Linked DNA regions of Oryzias latipes: region 2 is linked to region 1. Evidence: chromatin contacts called from public Hi-C data. All regions are on one chromosome and are shown on one strand. Each heading gives the region's core, a stretch centred on a gene start, on an enhancer-like site or on the middle of the called end of the contact. The rest is flanking DNA. Distances are from core to core; before and after follow the strand shown. Region 1 overlaps nfatc3 (nuclear factor of activated T-cells, cytoplasmic 3). Region 2 holds the start of fbxo22 (F-box only protein 22).

The links. Hi-C and Micro-C count contacts between places; a contact is called where the count stands out from the background.
Region 2: a Hi-C map of embryo shows a contact between it and region 1, with 2.3 times the contacts expected there. The contact joins the promoter of fbxo22 here to the enhancer-like site in region 1. A contact is called at or near these places in 2 of 5 Hi-C or Micro-C datasets (embryo and gastrula embryo).

Annotation. Positions count from the first base shown.
Region 1 is chr3:26,303,582-26,310,210 of ASM223467v1, reverse strand. nfatc3 (nuclear factor of activated T-cells, cytoplasmic 3) reads left to right here. Exons shown (of 10, transcript XM_004067396.4): 10 at 5,957-6,629. The coding sequence ends at 6,033. Among protein-coding and RNA genes, the nearest start is that of LOC101173047, 30 kb to the right of the region's middle. Within about 2 kb of position 4,505, at least 6 of the 8 cell types and tissues checked have an H3K27ac peak or open chromatin away from gene starts, as enhancers often do. A contact at or near this core is called in embryo and gastrula embryo, where this site is marked.
Region 2 is chr3:26,474,210-26,480,999 of ASM223467v1, reverse strand. fbxo22 (F-box only protein 22) reads right to left here and starts at 4,708. Exons shown (of 7, transcript XM_004067277.4): 1 at 4,497-4,708; 2 at 4,124-4,256; 3 at 3,146-3,233; 4 at 2,143-2,241. The coding sequence starts at 4,627. LOC101164789 (tropomyosin alpha-1 chain) reads right to left here. Exons shown (of 9, transcript XM_023953571.1): 9 at 6,218-6,502. The coding sequence ends at 6,429.

The DNA of each region.
Region 1 (6,629 bases), core at 3,256-5,755:
CCAAAACGTACATGGATCCAGCCGTCTGCATCCGGATACATCAGAATGAAGCAGAACAGTGTAGTTTCGGATTCACCACCATTTCAATAAAGAATATTCAAAAATGAAAATTTGAAGCTTCATTTTTACTTATATATGTCCTTCACAATGAGAAAAAAGCCACAAGAAAATGTTAAAAAACTCTATTTTCACTGGAGTAGGTTCTTAACTCATCAAACGTTCACACAGCAAAGGATTTATATATAAATATTTTTTTTTGCAGAATAGTTTTTCTGCGTGACAGAAATGTATTCTTGCAGCTTTTATGCCGATCATTCTGAACCTCTACTGTTAGTTGGTAGGTCTGCTTCTGTGACTTCTTTGTCAAAGTGGAGTCCTCCGGGCATCTGCAGAGAAAAGTGCCCTACATATAAGCCTGCGACTCCTGTAAATCACCTGTGAATCACCCACTGTCACACGAAACGGGAATCCACAGATGATTCACTCAAACCAGCGACTTTGAGAAACCAACTTCATGACCAGTCTCTCTCTTCGCGCTCTCGTCCTCTTTCTCGTTTTCTCCAGAAGTGAAATTGAAGTGAATTCTCTTTCCTGTATGTCTGGAGGATGGAGCTACAACTTCCATGAAGTGACCCTCCATTTCCATCGCGTTTTTTTTTTACTTTACTTTACACCCTCAACGTTTTGTGAAAATGTGTGCATGCCATGCACGGTGGAAACTCTGTCTTCATATTCCAGGCAACACAAGTCTTTCTTATTCCTTTTCCCCTAAACCTTTCCGTTGAGGCGTCCTGTCTTCATTTTCTGGATTTTGAATCCGTTTGCTTAAACCGCTCTGCCAGAGTTCTGCCTTCTAAAGTCAGGGGACGGGGTTGTTTGTCGTGGAGGGTTAGGATCATTTCTGTTCATCTTATCCGTCTCTCAGAAATTTTGTGTGATGTCATCATTATGGAAATGTATGAGGATGAACCCTGAAGTGTGATGACTTAAAAAAAAAAGAAAAATCAATGATATGCAGTGAAGGGATTTTTCTAAGGTTTCTATTCAATAATGAACATCATTGGGTAATTATTTGCTTACAGTCTTCGTCTTTTTTTTTGTTTCCATATGCCTAAACTACGCAGAGAATAGGAAGTCCTCGATGGCAGAGAAATCAGATAACAGCCTACGACCACTTGAAGTAGTTGGAGTAGTAACAGTAGTTCACTGACTGCCTTATGTATATTTTGGCTAGGGAGCCCCCCTCCCAGTCATCTTAAGAGGATCTCCCTCCGGCTGAGACATTCAGAGCCACAGTTACTACGGCAGGCAGCGCTGAATCACCGGCTTTCTGTTGCACCGTCATGAATAATAGCAGTAAACCCGAGAAAACACTATCGGCATATGAAACCCGTCAGAAGCTGCGCGCCACTCAAACCTCTCTTTCACTTCTGAAGTATTGATGTGTGGAGCTCAGAATATAACAGTCACCCTCTTTAAGAAAGAAAATCAACACTAATATAGTTTTTCTTGACCTTCGACCTTCAAGGAATCCGACTCTTAAAAAAAAAAGTTTATCTCAAGCTGTATTTGTTTATTTTATGCATCACTTTACAGACAGATTTTTATGTTTTTTAAAGCAGGAAGTCATCCGCTGACGGTGTGCATTTTCTTCGATTAACATTTTTATTTTTCATATTTGGAACAGTTTTTCTTTGCGTTGTCAGTCTGACGAATCGTGCAGGGAAATCTCTGCTGCTGCATCTTTCGGAGAAAACCGTGTGAATCAGATTGATATGAGTCACAATAAGGCCGAACTCCATTGAGCAGCAGCTTTTTGACCCCCCCTTTTTTCTCTCCTTTCTTCTGTTTGACTGCCCTCCCTCCGTCCGTCCGTCCGTCCTCCTCCCTCCCTCGCAGTTATTTATCCGTCCACAAGTTAATGTTTGCCTCTGCACAAATCTAATCAGTTCAGCGGAAGGTGATATGTTTCTGCAGACGCCCACTTAATGTCAGTGTGTCGCACTTCACTCCATGTTGCGCCTATTTCTGTGGTATTTGACACCCAAAGGTAAACAGAGCTGCACAGGGAGCTTCTCACATGCTCTAGAAGCTACAAACCCCTGAGTTTTTTAATCACTTTAGGACAGTAAAGTTCATCAAACCAATTTCAAATGCTTACTTGTCTGTTAGTGACGTGGAACATGCACAAAAGCGGAGCTCTTATCGGTACAGCTGCTCTGTTAACAGCTGTAAGTCACTGTTTGCTCTGAGCCCAGCTGCGTCTCTCGTCTTTCAAAAGGTCGCAGGCCTCAGCAGAGATGTCGCCGTCCTTTCTTTCTTTTTCACACTTGAGTTGCGTGACAAAGTGGATCAGCGCCCGTCCTAAAGCTCCACCCTGGCGCTGCACTGCGCATGTAAAGGTAGAAGCGTTTGTCGGGCCGCAGCCGCCTTGGTGTGCGCGTGGTGTCAGCTTGACGGCGTAGGTGAAGATGGTTGACATGGAAAAGGAAAAGCCTCCCACGCTAACAGGATGATGCGAGTGATGGTGGCCAGACACAAAAGCAAGCAGCAGAAAAAGGAAATAATTCAAGTTAGAGCTCTGAATCAAACCTTTCTCCAATAAATCATTGAAGAAAAGCTACTTTGAGTCAGTTGTATTTGAATTTGTTTACAATAAATGTAATTGTAAACTAAATATATACAGTTGTTATAATCTAATAATGAAGGAGGGCTGATAATTAACTCCGGTTTGAAGCTTTTTTTCTAATGATTTTTAAATTAACATAAGATTTCCATTTCCCATCAAAATACACCCAGCTGGGTTCAGTTGCTCATGGACTGACTGACTCACCCCCCTCCCCTGAGTTACAGTAACATACAGTGGAGGACAAAACTGTTGGTAACCCTCAGTTAAAGAAAGAAAGAAAGTCCACAATGCTGACTGAAATGACTTGAAACGTTCAAAAGTAACAAATTAAAATTGATAGAAAATTAAATAATCAAAATCAGCCATTACTTTTGAGTTGTTGATTAACAGAATTATTTAAAAAAACAAACTAATGAAATAGGGCTGGACAAAAATGATGGTACCTAATGACTTAATATTTTCTTGTACAATCTTTTGAGGCCATCACTGCAATTGAACGGTTTCTGCATTTCTCAATGAGCCTTCTGCACCTGTCCACATGTATTTTGGCCCACTCCTCATGAGCAAACTGCTCCAGTTGTTTGACGGGTGTCTTCTCCAAATGGCATGTTTCAGCTCCTTCCACAGATGCTCAATGGGATTCAGATCTGGGCTCATAGAAGGCCACTTCAGAATAGTCCAATGCTTTTCTCTGAGCCATTCTTGGGTTTTTTTTGGCTGTGTGTTTTGGATGGTTGTCCTGTTGGAAGACCCATGACCTGCGACTGAGACCAAGCTTTCTGACACTAAGCAGCACATTTCTATCCAGAATGCCTTGATAATCTGGAGATTTCATTTTACCTTGCACCACTTCAATCCATGTTTCACAGTGGGGACAGTGTTCTTTTTGTTGTATGCTTTATTTTTGTCTACGAGCTGATGTGCCTCACTAAAAAGCTCCAGTTTTGTCTCATCTGTCCAAAGGACATTTTCCCAGAAGCTTTGTGGCTTGTCAACATGCATTTTTGCAAATTCCAGTCTGGCTTTTTTATGATTTCCTTTCAACAGTGGTGTGCTCCTTGGTCGTCTCCCATGAAGTCCACTCTGGCTCAAACAATGACGAATGGTGCGATCTGACACTGATGTACCTTGATCTAGGAGTTCACCTTTAATGTCTAATTATTAATTGTTCTGGGCTATTTGGGATACTGTTCCAACTATCCGTCTCCTCAATTTGTCATCAATTTTCTTCTTCCAGTCACGTCCAGGGAGGTTGGCTACTGTCCCGTGGGTCTTAAACGTCTGAATAATCTGTTCCACTGTCGTCACAGGAACTTCAAGCTGCTTAGAGATGGTTTTTTAGCCTTTACCTTTACCATGTTTGTCTATAATTTTGTTTCTAATGTCCTGGGACAATTCTCTCCTCGCTTTCTGTTGTCCATGTTCAGTGTGGTCCACACCTTTTCACCAAATAGAAACATGACTATTTGTCTCCCTTTAAATAGGCAGACTGACTGATTATGGCTTTGAAAACAGCTGTGATGTCAATCAAAGGACATACCTGAGTTCATCATGACCCCCTGGACAATTAGTTATTGGGTACCATCATTTTTGTCCAGCCCTATTTCATTAGTTTGTTTTTTTAAATAATTATGTTAACAACTCAAAAGTAATGGCTGATTTTGATTATTTAATTTTCAATCAATTTTAATTTATTGTTACTTTTGAACGTTTCAAGTCATTTCAGTGAGCATTGTGGACTTTCTTTCTTCAACTGAGGGGTTCCAACAATTTTGTCCACCACTGTATTTGTTTGTTCTGTTCTGGGGAAGGTCCTAGCTCACATGTGGACTGTCATGTACAGACAGGTCTTTCTGGAAGCCTCCCAGTCCCCAGACTAGGCCACAGGTCTGTGCTACGCCCTCCCCAAACCAGTTGGCCCGCCTCGTTTGTGCACGCCTGACCTTTAATCGTCACTTTTAGGGAAAACCACATGAAGCCCCGGCTCCCCAGACAAAAGCTGAGCCCCCACGTGTTTTAGTGGAAACTAGATTTTCCATACATTTCTAATAAAACATTTAAAAAAAAAAAAAGGTTTCCTCTGTCTTTCTGCCCTCATGTCTTCCTCACCGCGTCAAAGTCATTTTTGTTGATCTCCTTCACGGCTGCAGTCTTTACGAGCTCCCTGCTGTGTTTCTTGTGGTCCCACTGTGAGTGCTGTAAAACAACCATGCAGGCGGCCTGAAAGAGGGGGGGGGGGGGGGGAGCTGCAACTCTCATAGAGACGACTCTTATTTGTTTAAATGCCTCTTTGGGATCAACTTTACTGGTTGAAAAGAAGATTGCTCACCAGGTCAAGTGAAGCAGCAAAATGGTTCAAGCTTTGATGGAGTAAAGGACGGTCACTCCTGTGAGCTCCACACACTTCAGCAAGAGTCCCTCAGTGTTGGTGGAAGCTGTTGAATAATCACGACACAACAGCGACTTAGTGGTGCAGAAGTCCTTCAGCTTCTCCATGTTGACATTTTGTCCATTTCTGAGAAGTCGGTGTGGAACGCCACTGCCCTCTGCTGGACACAACTGCACATTGCTTCAAGATGATTTCACGGAAGAGAGCCGACAAAGAAATAAATCTGTATTATCTTTATTTTTGTGGATGTAAAAGTTGATTATAAACTCAGAGTGAATCAAATCATGATTATCATTGGTCCAAACTCTTAACTTTAACCAGTTAACTTGTCAAACCTTGACGTAATACGACAGTGCCATGGTATAAACTCATTGTTAAAGACCCGCTCCAATGAAAAGGGTGTTTTTGGTGGATCAACATGTTCTTTTGGCATTTTTCTGGCACGTGTAAAGAAAATTAAGCTCAAACTTGCATTTCTGAGTATTTGTTTATTCAAATTGTTGTGAATCAGGAGCAGATTAAAAAAATAACTTTTGAAAAGAGTTGTATTTGTGACGTAGAAGATTAGCGAGCTCCCTGCTCCACGCTGCAATGGGGTCTCGCCCACAACTCAGAGTTGAATTTCTAATGAACTCCTGCTGCTCTGCAGAAACTAAGTCCTAGAAAACAACACAGCATTTTTAATATTGGCTTAAAACGGCATAATCATAATTTAAAAACCACTGGGAACATTTTTACAGTAGATCAAGAGATGATCAGAGTGGGACTTTGATTAAAATGATTAAAATAACATTTACTAATTGAAAATATGATGTCTTGAAAGGTAGGGTGCATTTATGACCCATGCATAGAGCTCAAGAATATTTACATTAGTCAAAAAATGATCATTTTTTAGTAGAAACAGTTTAAATTGTTGTTTTTCTGTCTTTTTCCTGCAGTGAACGAAATCATCGGCAGAGACATGTCCCAGGCACCAAGTGCTCACGGTCCTCCATCAGCTCACAACCAGTCGTAGTGTCACCTGAACTCCCCCTCAAAGGTCCACCTCGCCCCTCCATCTGTCAACCTGCAAACTCCTCAACTCAGACAAGGACTCGGGTCCTGGTCCAGGTTCTGGTCCGGGTGGCAGAAGAGGACAGCGGAGCCCTGAAGCCCCCCTGAGTGACCTGACACCTGAAGCTCAGTTCTTACATGTAAAGGGAAACGTGGCGCCAAACGGATCCCAGCTGTCCGCCAGCGCTCAGGCCCGAGTTTGACCTCCTGTCTTCCTGAGCCCTCGGCTCTGCGCTCCGAAGTGTTTCCATCCCCTTCTCACCAGCATGAAGAGGACTAGCACACAGAACGGAAGAGGCGAACACTTCCAGAGGTTTGACGGTGTGAGCATCAGCAGAAGAGAAGCCACATTTGACTTCAGATACTGGATTCTAAAAAAACTGACGCCCTGATTGACGGGCCTGCCTTTCAGAGGCCTGCTGTCCAGACATTTCAGTGACGCATCCCGCCCTCCTTTCTGATGAAACCTTCTCCTCTGGTTTTCAGAGTGCAACATTCCACATCTTACAGTAGCCTTGCAGCTGTTAAGAAATCTATAGATTAATCCTCACACGGCTT
Region 2 (6,790 bases), core at 3,459-5,958, 170 kb before region 1:
TTTAGGAGATGGATGCGCGGCGATGCAAATGAGAAAGCATGGTGTTGCAGAGCCATAAATACACATCGTCAGGGGACAGCTTCATTCACCCACACCATCACCTGATCGATGAGTTAACTGATCCCTCACAGAGTTCATGCCTTCTTTCATTGATAGGATGAATACACTTTTCAATACTTACCTTCTAACATATTAAAAATGCAGTAATATGTGCTTGAAGCCAAACGAGACTTAAGCTGTAATTTCATTCCCTGGTACCCGCTGCTCATTTAGGAAAATGAAGAAACGTGTGCTGACAACCATCTTTTATTTTTAATTTCAAAGTAAAGAATATGAACCAATATGCAGAAAATGGTTACAAATGTATTCTATATGTTCTTCATCCCACTATTGGAATATCTGCTGATCAATCAAATATATCCAGCTGGGATTGATGAGACCTGTGTGGCTTTAAGATCTGCCCTTTGGGTGCAGCTGTTTACGAAACACAACTGCAGCGACAAGCCATGAATCAGTGATTTGCAATAAGAAAATGCAAAGATAATCAATGCTTTATTAAGCACCGCTTCACCTGTTGTAATGGATGAGCTGCCCCGGTTACTGCCTGACCCTTATTCGATTAAGCGTTTAATTTAGCCGAATAAGCGGAGAGCGGCGACCCGGCAGTGAACTCTGGCTGCAATATCACAAATGTGACAGTTCTCACAAACAGCCATTAAAGCTGACAGACGAGGAGAGCCCGAAAAGCCATCATAGAGAGGAAGGAGAGCACAGCTGATGGAAAGTCACTTCTCTGGCCAGTTGTGGTTAGAAGGAGGAAAAGGGAGGGCAGCGCCACACTCACTCTGTAATTTATCAATGTAAAAGGCAGAACGATGCCAGCCGCCAGCAATACAGAGGATGAATGCATGCTCTTGTCAGAGGATGGGGCAACTATTCCTCTTAAAAAGGCTCCAAAAATCATAGTTGTTTTGGGTTTCTTTTCCTTCAGTTCTATTCAGGACAGAGGATGAACACATACAGGTAAACGTTTGAATTTGGACAGTAAGAATGGATGTTGGAGCACCCCCCCCCCCCCCCCCAACAGTATAACAGTTATTTTTATGCAGCCATCATACAACAATCAATGTAAAGTAGACTCCCTGTAGTAACGGCACATTTTGTTGTGTTTTAACCATCACTTTAGTTTGTGGCACCTTTAAAGCTTTTCCCTAAATGCTCGACTTTTAGGATAAAACATCGAAGCTTCAGAAACGTTTGGAAAATTTGAGAACTTTTGCTCAAAACTGAAACCCCCAAAAGTTTTTACAAAGAATTCCTCTTAAAATAATTTGAAATTATGAGCAGTTATAGCAGTGCATTCATTGCATGTCACCTACAGTACAGAGCAAAAGTTTGGACACATGTCCCCTTTTAAATGAATGGGAAGGTGTGTCCAAACTTTTGGTCTGTACTGTTTATGTCCGTTATTTTACCCCATGTAAGGAAGTTTTGACATGAAATTCTTGCACATTGAAGAAGGATGATTTATTAAGACATGTTACTTGCATTTATTATATAATAATATTATTATTATTTATTATGGGGCTATTTTTCGTCCGATGTGACTTCATGTTCTTCACTTTAAGTGTTGGCTATAATGGACTTGCTGTTTTTTTTTCTTTCAGCCTCTTTTTAGTTCAGTTTTAAAATCTGGTCTCAAAACAAAAAAGGGAAAAGTTAAGTAACATTTTTTTCTGTTGATTTGAGCTCATAAACTTCATATTTTATTTGGACCACCAGGTTTCCGACAAAAAAAAAAGACTAGTAAGAACAATAAAATCCTTCCTCAGCAAAAAGACTTGAACTCATTTAAACTGACACTTCTCTTTGCGTGTGTAACAGAAATGCGTGAAGTTGTGTGTTTTACAACTAAGTGGAAATGCCGTTTTTAAAACAACCATTGCATACAGGAAGTAATCCTTTTTTGACATTTCATAAAACCAACATGATAAGCTTGTTTTTCCTCTTTTTCAAATGCAAACTAAACCTAAAAAGTACATTGAATTCAAACAAATAAAAGAAACGGCCGACATTTTTGACAACCCTCTTTTTGATGAGGTGGAGATATTAAAATGTGGGATCTTAGGAAGAAACACTTACAGACTATGCCGGGTGTAGTAATACCGAGGACGTCACAGCCTTTGGGGAAAAGCAGGTTCAACTCGTGGACCGTGTCTGGACTTTGGCGACTTCTTTTTGCTTCAGTCAAAAGGGAACAGGAAAAAACATTTGCAAGAAAGTGGCATTAGTGTCCAAAAAATGTAGTTAAATATATTCATATATGTGGATCCTTAACAACCAAATCGGCATCTAATCAATTCAAATAGCCTGAAGGTTAAAAATAAGAGTCCAATGGATTCCTGCAGTAACGTTTATCCCACATGACTTGATATATTTTGGAAATTATAGCCTTAATGAACCTGGTGCTATAATTAAAGTACATGTTGGAACCCTTGTCAAATATATTATTTGCACAAAAATCATCCATCAGGAATCTGTTGACTTAACAAAAAAAACTAGAAAGGCAGGAATACACAAGTCATGAAATCAATGGAAAAACACTGATATTTTTATCGATTTATATCCTCAACAGTAAGAACTAATTTTATATGTGAAGTTCCTAAGTTTCAAAGGTTTAATTTGATATCATTCAAAAACTGTTTCGTTTACAAGATCGGACATTTGTTTATTGTTTTTTAATTGAGATAATGGAAAAACTGTGGTGCTATAACTGAAGCACATCATCAAGTACTAATGATCAAATAATGATGGTGGGAAGACAGGAAGTGCTGTGATCAGCTGTCTCTCACTAATTGTATCTACTTTACCGTTTCAGCTGTTTTTAAAGACCATCCGTTTTCTGACACACAAAAAGAGCCTGAACCAACATGGTGTCAGAAATACTGTAAAGTAAACAGTGGCTACTGAAAACTATAAAGCAGTCTTTGTTTTGCACCAAATGAAGCAGTTAAAACACACAAAAAAAAGGACATTTCATCAATATCCCATTTAAAAATGAAGTACGCCAAAAAGTTCTGGGCAAAAACGTAGATTTTCTGATGTATGGAAACTAGAAATGAACACACAGAATGCAAATACCAACCTTTGTTTTGTCTGTAACAATAAACTTGCTCATTAAGTGTAGCAGAATCCACCATAGCCAGAACTGTTTTGGGGAGGAGAAAGACTTTCTGAAAATGAGAAGATGCAAAATTCAGGTCGAACAATATTGATGCGTCTTAATTCTTTCATAAAACTTTCAGAACATGTCACATTGCAAAAGACTAGAAAAAAAGTTGATTAAATATATTCTGAAAGCATAGAAATTACAGTAACTGATCTGAAGAAGAGAGCCCACATGACTCCTGTCTTAAAATCCCTGCACCGACTGCCTGTCAGCTTCAGGCTTGATTTTAAGATTCTCCTTCTAGTTTTTAAACATCTTGATGGATTTGGACCTTCATCGGGTTCTGCTCTCTGAAAAATTCCCATGTTGGGAACCAGGACTGACGATAAGGCCTCCTTTTAGTTCCATGGTCCTCATCTGTGGTTTATTTTACCAGAAGATCTGAGAGTTTAATATGTAATTTAAAGACATCTTTTTAACTTTACATTTAACCTATTTATTTAGCTATTTAAGTGGCTTTTATGGTTCTTCATTGGTTCTTCACACGTTTTTACCCTTTCTTTTAATCTAAACCATTAACCACAGTGTTTCCTTCCATTTTATGTTCGTCTTTTGATTGACGTTCCTTTTAATTTAATGTGTTTACTGACTTTTCATTGTTTTAACCTATATTTATATATGTCTTTTATGTTAAGTGCCTTGTTTTCTTCAGCATGTTGATGAAATGTGCTCTAAAAATATAGGGATTGATTGAGTAGTTTAAGGTAAAACTGCAATGAAAATTAGGCAGGTTGCTTGAAACATATGACTAAATATAAATGTCATGTAAATAACAATCATACTTAGGCTCTCTGGTTTTCAGGGGGCGTGTCCTTTTCGAGGATAACCCCCCCCCCTGAACTTTTCAATGTTTATGAAAAAAAGAAACCCATTCGGTTGAGCGATTTGGTTTACCTCCACCTCTTCAGACAGGGAGCTGCAGAGGGAATGAGCCTCTGTGGTGGAAGGTCCACAGACCGACACCCATGCCAGCTGCTGCTGAGTCCTGAGGACTCTGCGAGCGCAGTTCCTCCACAACCTGCACACACTAGGAGCAACAGCGGATCCGTCAGTCACCTGCTCTGTTTATAGTTTTAGCAAAACGCCATATAGATCCTCAAGTATATAATCTGATTCAAATAAAAACTAAAATAAAAACTATTCCGTTAAAGTTAAGGATCCTCCAAACTAAGATCATTATTGGGAGGAAAAAAATTCTGTTTCACTTTCATTCGACGGCTAACCATTAGAAAGGTTATTAGCTTAGCATATAAATGTTTTTCTTTACCTCGCAATCCGGAACAGCGATTTTGTCGGTACAAAAGTCAAGATTCTCTCAACCACTTCAGCAACATTGCTAAGTACGTATGCAGCCTTACTGTCGTGTAAAGGCTCGTTAAACTCCTGATTTTCAGTCATGTTTCGCTCTCATGAGGTTGGATTTCCAGCTGGTTAGCTAACTTTTACTTGTGTATATGCATCATTCCATCCTGCGCAAAAACTACAGCGCCGCGTGTGGCGAGGAGGGGTGTTGCAACGACTTCAGAGACTGCAGTGCGCAGACGAGGGTAGTTGACTTAACTTGGGCTCTCAGTATGTAAGGGCATACATTCTTATGTGTTGTTCTTTGCTAAGTACTTTTGCTTGTTTTTAAACACAAAACCATGAAACATTTTACATAGATCTTTATTGATATATTTGTTGATACAATTCCAGGAAATGACAAAAAACATCTCAACTGTGCCATAAAAGAATGGAAAATCTATGAAAAAACAAAAACACTAGACACTAAGTGTATGTGACAGTACAAACTGACAGTGACATTGAAACATAAATAAAAAAAAACTTGTTATTTAGTCACAACAGTATGTATGGCTTCATATGAATGACAATGTGCAACATGCTTCCAGCAAAAAAGTGCAAATTACCTAAAATAACCGTGTAAACCATTTCACTCAAATAAAAGTTGAACTTGACAGAAACAGGCAAACTGTATTTGAGCTGCACTTTTTCTCGCTACTTTGTGTAGAGCAGGAGTGGGGAACACCAGGCCTCAAGGGCCTGTGTGTCTTGCATGTTTTCCATGTATTCCACCCCCTAATATTATCTGTATATTATCTGTATCAGCTGTTCATGGGAACAAATCATGTTAAGAACATCTGAAAAAATGTGGGGAGTAAAAACTTTTGGTTTTTTCATTAGCTAGATCCAGCATCCTGCTTTATGCAGTGACCTCCAGAGCCACCACACACATTCACATTTAAAGAATTTCCCCATCGTGAGATAAATAAAGTTTCATCTAGTTCTGATTACCTGAATCGAGCATGTTTTGTTTATCAGTCTGGAAACATTTGATTCACCCAATCAGGACCAGCCAAGTCTCTGTTATCTGAAAAATGAGCAAGGCAGAAGCTCCAGGGGACCAGAGCTGGAGACCACTAGCTTAGACCTTCTCCCATGTCCCACGACCTCCGAGGACCTTGTGTCCTAGCCAGTCACATCAAAGACTAGCAAACGATGCAGAGAATATTTTTATCATCCCTTCACGTTTTGAAAATATTAATAAATTCACAACAGGCAAGGCAAAACTACAAATTGTTATTTTTTATAAGTAAACCAAATCGGATAAGAACAGCTGTTACTGTTGTCCTCCTACACACAAACAGGATCTGTTTGTTTCCCTTTCATGTGGAGTTTCACATTATCTTTGTTCATTGGATCAAAACAAAAGCAGAACTGAACCAAGTCCAAAGGATTTCCTGCAAGATTTTCCTTCTGACAGGTTTCAAACTAGTGCTCGGCAATGAAGTGCTACTTTAACATTCCAAATCAGACAATCTACAGAGACGTCGATCAATAATTTTGTATTTCCTGATTATTTGGCTACACAGAAGTCCCACTAAACTCTCATTCTTTCAGTGGAATGCAGTAAGTTGGGTCTGTTGTTCAGTAAAACGTGTCCCCGGGTTCTTGAACATTTCACGTTAGGAGAAAGTACTCAATAGCTTGTATCTTTGTCATTTAATTGTAGCAGACTTCAAGGTTACTGGAAACGTGGCGGCCAGATCCTCATGCCTTAAGTGTGACACGCTTTCATAAGCACACAGGCTTCTCATTTCAAACCAGAGAAAGTTGGGAAGAAATTGTCATTGACTTTTGAGGTTGTAGACTCTACTTTCCATGTCGTTTTTAAGTCGCTGAACACAATCCCCTCTTCGGGCTATGCTTCATTTAAGGCTACTCTCAGTTCATTGGTAAGGAGACGGTTTTTCTCAAGTTGCTTGTATAGATGATCTTGACAGTCAGAAAGCAGGAGAAAAAGGGAAAAAGACAGACGGCAGGTTAGTACAAACAGTGCACAATGGGTTAACATTGCTCTGAAGAAGTGTCCGATGAAAACGGCCTCCGTGAAGCCATTTAAAGGCAAAAGGTCAGCAGTTCTGAAGTGGATTCAAGTGTCTAAAGCTCAATGCCTCAGGGTGCAGTCACTTAAGGATTGACCTTCTAGAAAAGTCTGACACCTACTTTACCCCTGCTTTATAAAAAAGAAGCATTAAAAAAGGTAATAGAAAAGTCTATATG